2 separate regions of the Rattus norvegicus genome follow, and region 1 is linked to region 2. The links are chromatin contacts, called in public Hi-C maps. All regions are on one chromosome and are shown on one strand. The core of a region is the stretch at or near the end of the contact, and the rest is flanking DNA. Distances in the headings are between cores, read along the strand shown. Region 1 overlaps Ippk (inositol-pentakisphosphate 2-kinase). Region 2 holds the start of Aspn (asporin).

What was found. Hi-C and Micro-C count contacts between places; a contact is called where the count stands out from the background.
Region 1: a contact with region 2 is called in a Hi-C map of frontal cortex, with 1.6 times the contacts expected there. The contact joins the enhancer-like site here to the promoter of Aspn in region 2. A contact is called at or near these places in 5 of 12 Hi-C or Micro-C datasets (the A7r5 cell line, Schwann cells, frontal cortex and 2 more).

The regions. Positions count from the first base shown.
Region 1 is chr17:15,395,190-15,400,347 of GRCr8, forward strand. It overlaps Ippk (inositol-pentakisphosphate 2-kinase), which reads right to left. Exons shown (of 13, transcript NM_001008556.2): 13 at 1,502-2,892. The coding sequence ends at 2,667. Cenpp (centromere protein P) reads left to right here. Exons shown (of 8, transcript NM_001402493.1): 8 at 235-552. The coding sequence ends at 359. Among named protein-coding and RNA genes, the nearest start is that of Ippk, 38 kb to the right of the region's middle. Within about 2 kb of position 2,767, at least 18 of the 93 cell types and tissues checked have an H3K27ac peak or open chromatin away from gene starts, as enhancers often do.
Region 2 is chr17:15,307,551-15,312,800 of GRCr8, forward strand. Aspn (asporin) reads right to left here and starts at 2,919. Exons shown (of 8, transcript NM_001014008.2): 1 at 2,738-2,919. All of the region lies in intron 5 of Cenpp (centromere protein P), which reads left to right.

The DNA.
Region 1 (5,158 bases), core at 1,517-4,016, 87 kb after region 2:
AATATACTTTAATCAGCAACCTCCCAAACACACAAGAAGGAACTACTTTCTTGAGCCTCTGGAGGTTGTGTGGAAGAAGGCATTTTTCTCTGCCTCAGGTTAGAGGTTAACAGAGCCCCTTGGTCTTCAGTCTCTCTAGTGCTTTCTACTGTGTGGCTATTGTGGGCGCGGGGGTGGCGGGGAGGCCTGTCTCAGACATTCTGATGTTTCTTGCCTGGTTTGTTTTCTTCACAGCCCTAGAAATGGACAAGAACAGAGTCATAGAAACTGCTCCTCTCAGTTTCCGAAGCCTGCTAGGTGTACTTGGTATTGAAGCTGCTCTAGACAGCCTGATAAGATTGTTCAATACAGACAAGTAGTTCCCCGCTGGCAAACTCAGGAATAAGATGCGATGCTGGGATGAGGAGATTCGCAGTATGTTGAACATGAACACTTCTCTTTTCCAGCTAGAAACCACATCCTTCAGATGACAGGCATTTGTTGCATTAGTGGTATATTACGTATGAACTCCCATGGCATAAAAATAAAGCTGTTCAGATACGTTAAAAGCAACATGTATAATGCTTTGTACAGATAAGTCGAATTGAGAAAATGTTCCAAGAATGATTGTCCGTTCTCAAATGGGTATGAAAGAGCTGTGTTAAGCCGTCAAGATAGCATGGGACACAGTAAAACCCAAAGCCAGCCATCTGATCTGCCCAGCAGAAATGTCCCAGAAAATCCTGATGCTCCTCTTGGTCTCCTACAGAAGTAGCACTGTTGACAGCAATGGCTGCATTGTTGACTTTACTTGAAGTCACACACACCCACAGCCCAAGGGTGGTACATAACTAATTCTGGCACACAAGAGCAACCCAAGTTTAAAGCAGCCATATATAAAGCAGCTATATAGTGAGCCACCGTCTCAGAAAAGAGGCTAGATTATACCTCCATCACAGAGAACAGTTGCCTAATATGGACAAGGCCCTACGCCCAGTCCCCGGCACCACATGAGCCTTCGCCTGGGTGGCTCTTAGCTCAGACACAGAGCTGTATCATTTGGTGAGTGCCTCAGTTACCTGCTACTGCCAAGACGAGGGGGTTGGTGTGGGCATCCTGAACCAAGCAGAGTCAGGAGTATGGTTGGAGGAGAGCCTTGCACATGCTGACGGGGTGCTCCATCCATGTTCTTTACCCCAGGAGACACTGTTTCCATCTACCTATCTGTTCCCAGCCATACCTGAGATCATTACTGTGATGTCAGACAACCAAAGACACACATAAATATACCCCTAGTCCATGTCCACCTCAGTCAACCCTGAGTCAAAACAAAACCAAAGGCTGCTCTCCCAACAGAGAGACATAACCTTCAAGCACTTGAGTCAAGTGAAGGATATAAACACATAGTTGTGTGCATACACCAGTCAAAAGGAAGTGAACTGACCCCAGTGTACAGTGTGTCTTTACCTGAGTGCTCAAGAGCTATTATGTTAGGACAGAATTTTACAAACTATAGATGGTGCTTGATTCAAACAAGTATAATTCTCAAATTATCACAAAATTTCCCACAAAAGTTTACAATCAGCAAAATATTTTCTTCATTTTTCATGTAGTATTTTTCATACAGTTCCATGGTTTTACTACTATGTTACAATAAGCCTTCATTAGTCTCTCAAAAGGATGATATAAATAATCAGTCTGTACAGCCTACCATAGGATAAAAAAAAATGAAGACAAACCTCCCAATGATTCATAGCAGCCAGGCACACTTCTGGTGACCCCAATAGAATGCTCAGTGCCAGCCAGGAGCCTTCTATCTAGCCCTGATGAGAACAGTAAGGCCCTAGACCCAAATACGCAGTATACCTCAGAGCTAACCCAAGTCACCAGAGTGCCAGGAAAACTCTGGGCTGATAGGAACACCCACCCAGCAGACCTCAGCAGCTCTGAATTACGGCTCTGCCTCCAGCCTCTACAGCAGCAATTTCAGGTAGGAAAAAAACGCCTCAGCTTCCCCTAGAGTTAAAATCATAAAGAAGGATTTTAAAAAGTGATGCTCATGCGAGTGGTGACCATCCTGACCTGAGTCCTGTGTTTGTTCCCTGCTGCTGCCCTATACAAAGCTATGGGCTTCAGTACCTCCACAGGGACCTGAGTCTAAATCCCTCAGAACCAATGTCCACACTAACTAACCCCTGACCGCTCGGCAGCAGGGGACCAGCCAAAGCCTGTGTTGATGTGTGACTTGCATTGAACAAGCGACCAGTTAACAGCTGGGAAAGTTCCAGTAGTATCCATGTTTTTGTGAAAATCCAAACTGTTCAAGTTTTCTGTGTCAATGGTCTGGTGATAGGAGATCCAAACCTTGGGTCCTAATAATAAGGCTTTTTGTATTAGAGAACCGGACGTGAGCTCTGTTTAGAAGAACTTCCCAGGGTGTTTACCTGGGCTTAACGGACACTTCCACTCTAAGAAAACAGATGGCTTGCTGGGACACAGCACTCACGTCCTACATTCCTTGTCCTAGAAGATTATAGGGCTCTTCAATTCCTTGTCTCTGAGAGGCAGTCTATCCTCAGCAGGGATTAAAAGCAAAAACATTCACAGCCAAGTCACCCAACACAACCGAAAATAGCTCTGCCATTCAACTTTCACATTCAAGTTTCAAAGACATCCCAGGGGAGAAGTTAGACCTTATGGAGAACTAATGTGCAGTCTTCATGTTCCTTGAACCGAGTGGACCTCACAGTGTCATCTTTGGCATGCACAGTCTTTGAGTAATAGCTGACTATCTTGCTGTCTAGTTTATACTGGTGAGGAATGCTCTCATAGGGCTTGAGGTCGAGGTCCAGTACAGACACAGAGAAGGCCAGCCGGGATCTTGACGAAGGGATAACAGGCCTCTGGTCAGAGCTGCAAGTAACAAAACAATTTCAGATTACACAGACACTCAGGCCCTCACAGTTTGGCTCTTGGTGCACCCATTCTGTGTTTATGTACATCTACTGTCTGTGCCAGCTTCACATATAAGCACAAGTAAGTGACTACTATGCCACAGACTAGCACACTATGTCTAGGAAGAGGGTTAAAAGAACAGAAGGTGGAAAAGCCATTATGTGGGGTGCGTGAGTGATAGTCCCCATGCTCCAGTGGTATTAGCAAATGCTGGAAAAGTCACTTTATCGTCAGCCAAGTATTACAAAACCTAAGAAAAAGTAAAAAGTAGATCAGGCTGTGCGGCAGCCAGGTGGATGGATGGCTGTTGAGAACAGACTCTTTCTGTGCTTTCCCACTGTGGCTGGGAGCCAGCTCAGCCCATCATGCTTTTCCATCAGAGAGCAAGCTGGCTTTGTGTTAACTCTCAAGTCATATCTTCAATGCTTTTGTGGGTGTTATAAACATCCGAAAGTCATGTGCTTCAAACAAAATGAACAATTACTTGAAAACCTCTTCAGAATAACTTCAAACCACATACTGAGGCTGCAGTGTATCTAACTGAGTCCTGAAGACAGTTAGTACACCGCATTTGCCCAGCTGGCCCAAGAGAACTGTCAGGGAGTCATGGTTCCTCTGTGCTCACTTCATTCAGAAACCAGAACACACAAAACACTGGTCTCAGAAAGTCGAGAGTTGAAAGAACAAACACATGGGCCTGTTCTAAAGTACACTAAAGAAAGTATTCTCACATGTTGCTCCAGAATCATGTTTATAGGGAAAAAGTTGAATTGGACTCAATCACAGGGTCTGACAGGTGACCACAAGCTCCAGGATAGCCAAAAGCACAGCAGTGTACACCAACCCCTTAACACCAAAAGCCCGTCTCCTTCAGACTGTACGGCTAGGACTCAGCAAAAGCCAAGGCACAGTTATCCCTACCACTATGGCTACACATATCCCTGTGGTAGCCCTGGATACTGGTACTGGGATGACCAAGGCTGTGGCGCTAAGCTGCTCTCCAAGGCGCTAGGCAGTTTCAGCTGCCCATGCCCATGTTTGCAATAGTCCCTTCAAGGCTTAGGGACAAGGAGCAATAAGAATTTCCCTGGCTCTTCAAAAGCCTGCAGCAGCAACAGGAAGGATGACTTACAGACGTCTCAAGTATGATTGACACAAACGTCAACCACAGAGGTTGGTGGGTTGTACATTAAAATGTAGCCTTAGGCTTTACTGTGCATCTTAAGATGAACCCAGGCCTATTTTTGCCTCTGGCTTTTTGTTGTTGTTTTTTTAGGTGTTTCTTCCCTAGCTAGGTACAATTCCTGTGAGCACAGCGCCACCTTCCTCAAAGAAGGCTGTGTGCATTCTCCAAGGAAAAACTGAGAGTGAGGACAACCTCTCTCCTAGTCACCAACTACCCTACCCTCTGCAACTCCTTTCACACAGGCAGGACGTACAGCAGTAGAGGCACCCTGGAAGGTCCTGTTGCCTTCCCCTATCTCCTTTGTTCTTGCTTCGAGGGAGATCTAGGCTACCAACTTTGAGCCTCCTGTAACTGGGCCCTACTCTCTGGCCTTGAGACCTGACCTCAGCAAGCATATGCAGCCTCTCGGGACAGGACCCATTCTTCCTGTTCAGAATCCTTAGAAAGAACAAATCAGGATTTCCCAGTCTGTCCTCACTCTTCAAATTCGGAGCTTCCACAAAATAGGTTTGAGAAGTGTAGTGCCAAATAGCAAAGCTTTTCAACATTTCACATTTTAAAATGAAATAAGCTTTGAAACACTTGATGAATAAAAATGGTGTGTTAAACTACCTTTCCCAACCGCATCCTTGACCAGGCAGGGTAGCCAGTAATTAATAAATAGCACCCTTGGGCGTGGCTCTCACCCAACCCAGCACCTTACGTCCACTGACGGGCACCTCACAGCTAAGCTCTGGGTCTTTCTTGAAGGATAACATGAGTTTACAACTAAACAGTCAGTTACCTTCCCCAGTCATGCCTTATAAATATTCCTTAGCATGCTGGGCCAGAAAGCGCTGTATCAACCAGAGAACCTGACTAAGAACCGCAAAGCTCAAAAATATTAGAAAAATAGGTGGTCGCCCTGACCAGGGAACACAGGTCAGATGTGGAGGGTTTGGCACCCTTGAATATCGACGCTGAAGACAGATAGTACCTACAAGACGGCCAAGCTCCGACTGGATTACTAAAAGCTAGGGGAGGGGATGTGGCGAGCAT
Region 2 (5,250 bases), core at 1,669-4,168:
AGCCTTGGTGATGAGTTGTGGCAACCAGCTCCTAAACAGCAGTTTAACGTTTTTCTGGTGAGGGGTACAGTTCTGTATATTCACAGCCCATTATCTCAGTGACGCTACCTCTTAGTGGAGGTTCCGAAGCAGTCTGGACCATGCTATGTCAATAATGCCAATGAACGTACTCTAGAGAGCACACCATCTTTATATCTTCGGCCACCTATGGCTTTCCTAGTGAAAGTCCTTATATTGAAAATAGAGATGCCTCTTAATAGTTCTCTATGTGAGCTCTAGCCTCTGTTTCACCATTTTAAAAAATATTTATCTTTCTGTGTTCTCTGTTGTTTGTAAAGAAAACAGAGCTAGTCTTGGTACACCGAGGGATCATCCTTTGATGTTGCTAGGTCCCTGCTATAGATTTGAGAAGTATGTGAGAAGATTCTAAACCTCTGTTGGTCAAGCTCTACAGCTGTTATTTGCAGTGCATAAAAGGGAGCACTGTACAAAATATGCAAAACAGTATTATTTCTTATTTAAAGTGGTTGTTTTAAGCTTTTAAAAACAGTTCAAAGTCAAGCTTATTGGTTTTGGCAGCATTCAGATTGGGCTATTTTTTAAAACTTTAAAAAATATTTATATCTCATTCTCAATATTTTCCTGATTTAGACCTATTTTGCCAGTGTTTGTACTCATGGAAAAGTTTTGAGTTTGTGTCTTGAGTTGTAGTCTTAATAAGAATACTCTTGGGAACGCTAGCCCAGTGTTCCTACTGTTACTAATAAATCAGAACCATTTAGAACTGAGAGACAGCTCTAAACGTCATTCCCAGGAACTCTGTAGAGGAGGAAGTTTAGGCTTTGGGCTTCCAGAACTCCCTGGAGGCAGCAGAGCTGAGGCAACTTCCTCTCTCCTCTCTGCTAAAGCTTCCAACCATGTTCTGAGTAGATTTTCCTTTCACAAGGTCACCTCTCAACAGTGAAGCAGCTTTCCCCTGGAAAAGTCTTAGGTGAGGTGTGAACAGCCCCTCGGACTTCATAATAATACTAGAAATGTAGCAGAGAAGTACAGAGGCTTCCTTTTTACCACTTAACTGTCTGCAACCATGAAATGGAACTCTTGTCTAAGTGAGATGCTGTTTTCTTTCAGAACCTTATTAGGTAAATAAGTCACTGTAATTTTAAATCCCGTGTTTAAAGGTCCACTTGACAACTTGACTATTTCAGTTCATAGATATGTTACAAGCTCCAGATATAAATGTGGCATAGTATGTCCCATGTCTCTTACAGAGAGAATATAGACTACATGCAGGTGTGATCAAGGCACAGCCTTGTCCTCCATAATGTAAATGTCCAAGCATGCATTGGGAAACTTAGTCACCCCACTATTTGTTCATAGACACAATACTTTTTAAAACAACACTTTTAATTAATTTTAATTTGGAAATGCACATTCTAATTAAGGACATGGCTGTTTTTCTTTCTTTAGGTATCAGTTTTTCTCTTTATCAGCTATATTCAACAACCTAACTACCGTTTTAAAAACAAACCCTTCCTGCCTCTCCACTTTTCTGAGATTTCCTGCAGTTGGTGTAAAGTGAGTCTGCTTTGTGTCAAGCCTTGGGTCAGGTCTGAGGACACTCATCTTCAGTGTAGTGGTAGTTGTAACAGAAGAGCGCATCGCTTCCATTCTTTCCACTACTGCACCGCAGTGCTTCCTGCCAAAACCAAACGAGAAACAGCAGCTGGGGTTCGTCCACATGAGCTGGGGCTTGTGCTCATCTGCTCCCTCGTTCTTCTCCTCTCCTTCCTCTCCTTCCTCCCCCCCCACCCCCCCCCACACAATGATTCTTGGTTAGATTACAAGAAAAATAAAATAATAAAACACGCTACTTTTAGAGCAGTTGATAAGATACACGGAAACCCCTCAGGTTCTCTGTGACTCTGTGACTCAGTCCTTACAACATGTGGCCACTGTTTTCATGGCTGCCACTCCTCTGAACACATTAGCCTGAAAGAATACTGCATTCTATTTAGATTATTAGGAGGAGAGTAGTGAAAGCATTCTTTAATTTTAAAAATCTAAGCTATAATAAAAAGTGTACATTGTGAAAGGACAAGGAAATCTTTGTGCTTGCCTAAGTATGAGGTTTATGAAAAGGAGTTTCTCACTTTTCATATGGAATATAAACCTGCTGATGGGTATTCTTTCTTGAGATTATGTTGATTTCTGTTATAATTGCCCAGTACTATTTCATTGTACAATAAGACATTTATCAAGAAAAAATAAAGGTTTTCAACGATATAAAAAAATAACATTTGAATAATTTACCCATTTAAAGAAACAGCATCATAGATTTACATAGTTAGAAACTTTCATTTAAAATATCTAACATGTTCAAACTTCATTAACATTATTAAAGTAATATTGTTTTCCTAAAAGATTATATAAGTTGTATATCTACTTTTTTAAAATAAGTTATGTTAACATGATAAAGCATTAGTGAAAGTTTTTTACTTTGTTTTTAAAAATACATAATTGTTAAAGTAATTTATTACAAGACATAAAACTAAAGTAATTTTAGCTACAAAATTCACAGGTTCTTTTTTATACTGCTTATTCTAAGGAACTACATACTTATGTTTAAATTTTACCATATAATTCACAAATGCTTATTAATAGTATTAGTGCTTTCTTAGTATTAACAATAAAATAATTGTATACTGGTACATGTAATACAGATATGAAAACATACCTTGTCAGAAGAGAGGTTTTCTTCAAAGTAGAATTTATCCACCCTGTGCTACTTAACTGCAATGTAAGTATCCTCAAGACTCTTGAGAAAAGATAAAGAAGTGTTACATTTAAAGAAAAGGGGGAAAAAAAAAAGAGCAAAAATCCAGCCCTCCTACCAGGCTCTGTGTGGCTGCGCCTGGGTGATACTGGAATAAACTGCTTCCACAGATTAGTCCATGTTAGTACTGAAGAGCGAGATTAAAACTTGTTACTGCTCATATGTTTTCCATCACTGTTTGTATCGTAGCCAAAACTTCTAGCTAACTCTAGACGTCTACTGGAAGATTTGGAAGTTTAAAAAAACAGAGTTTAATAATTCATGGCAACTAGCCATTGAAACTGTAGTCACTGTAGAAATACGTGATTTGAGAATACTTTATGAAATCCTAACATGAATGAATACCTATAAATTAGTTTCAAAAACCACTGTTTATAGGCTAATAAAACATTTATCAATCTTAGTAAAGAACACCCATATTATGTAAGTGTTTACCCAAAGTCTACATGTACCTAAATAGCCATGACTTTGTTTTCTCATAATGACTGAAACTATTATGTTAAGCAGATGTCTCAAGACTTTCTTGTAAGCTTTTAACCCTGCGATTGGCATCTTTGGGAACTGCAAGCCTGGGCCTGCGTCTGTTGTGGTATAGATAGCTGGGCAGGGTCAGGTGACTCCTACACCTTGCCTTTGCAAGAGTCTGAGTGGTGTTCTCACTGGCGTTCAAGAGATGCCATTCTCTGAGAAGAAAATAATTCCCCCCCATTTCCACTCCCAAGAGATTAGCCAGCCTCAAATCCTTGAAGCACACAATCCTTTCAGAAAAAGTTTTTATTGACCCTAAGGGGAAATGCTCAGTTGCTACAGGCGGGCCTGGTAAGTCACCTGATGATTTGTGCAGATTTGTGAACAGCCCCTAGCAAAAATCCAATTTGTTCTGTTAAAGCATATCATCTGCTGTTCCTACTCTTCAGAGAAATGGCACAGAATCAAGCCACTTACAACCATAGAAAATTTGTGTCTCACATGTGTCAGGAAGCTTAATTGGGGGTTCATCCTCTCCTCCCTCATGTAAAAGATTCATCTTTTACCCTCAAGTCTGACGTCACAGGCAGCTCAGCACGCCTAGATACCCCACTGTTTGCATCTCAAGTGTGCTGCAGCCATCTTATTTGGAGTAGATGCTCACAGTCTGTTACTCACTTGTATTTTAGTTGTAAATGTATCTGTTAACTTGATGGGTTGGCAACAGGATGAAAGTATGAACTGTACTTTATTAATCCTTGTGCCCAGAGCAGTCGGCCTCTGCCTGAATTCTGTCAGTGTGTAGACATGAAAAGGAAGATCATAAGTGAAATTGTTTGTCCTACACAATGACTTGTTTTGTATTTTAATATTTTATTAAAACATATTAAAAGACCATAATGGTACAGCTCAATGAATCCTAACTCTTGATCAAGAAATCTGAATCCCCTTTCCTCTTCCCCTACAAAGATAATTTCAGCATCATAACTTATTTTTGAACTTCGTTCATATGCCGTCACATAACACATTCTTCACGTGTCTGTCTTTTTTTCCCAACAATATGGTTTTGAAATCACCTGTGTCTACATTCTTCACGTGTCTGTCTTTTTTCATTCAGTGTTCTAATTTTGAAAGTCACCTGTGTCATTGTGGTTAGCAATAGATCATCTCACTATTGTAAACATTGTAGGAATGTGCCACCCATTATCAACATGTTCAACAGAATTAATTACCTTTTGAAGGATTGTTATGAATATTTTTAAATTTTATTATTTGAGAATTATATGTGTACATTTTGATTAGGTGGGAATTACTCTATCTTAACTTTCCCAAGGTACAACAAGGTGGAACTGAGGAGCTCCCCTTCCCCAAGTCATCACAGAAAGCTGTGTATTTCCTCCTGCATTGAGAGAAAAATCACCTTTGAATTTGACCCTTAGGACTATGGAGAACCTAATTCTTCTGTTTTTCTACAATTTCGTTTCTTTTTCCCCACATTTCTGTTGTGTTTTGAAGAACTAGTTAGCATCTTTAGAAGTTGTGGTTATATTATGTTACAAATTAGATAAATTACTAAACTTAAAAGTAATACTCTTTTTATTTTGTTAACAGAAATTGTGACTGCTCTAAAAATATAAAAATGTGGTTATATTATGTTACAAATTAGATAAATTACTAAACTTAAAAGTAATACTCTTTTTATTTTGTTAACAGAAATTGTGACTGCTCTAAAGATATAAAAATGCAAATTTATTTTTTATTTTGCCCTATATACTATGAAAATAAAAATAGATTATTAATACTGTGCTCACATATGATTTCTTTCTAAGATGATGCCCATGATGTAGACATGGACAGCAAAGATCAAAGTCTATAATACAAATTAAGTTAAGGGCAGGCCTGAGAAACTGACTGGTAAGGTAAGTACTATAAGAACTGTGGCATCT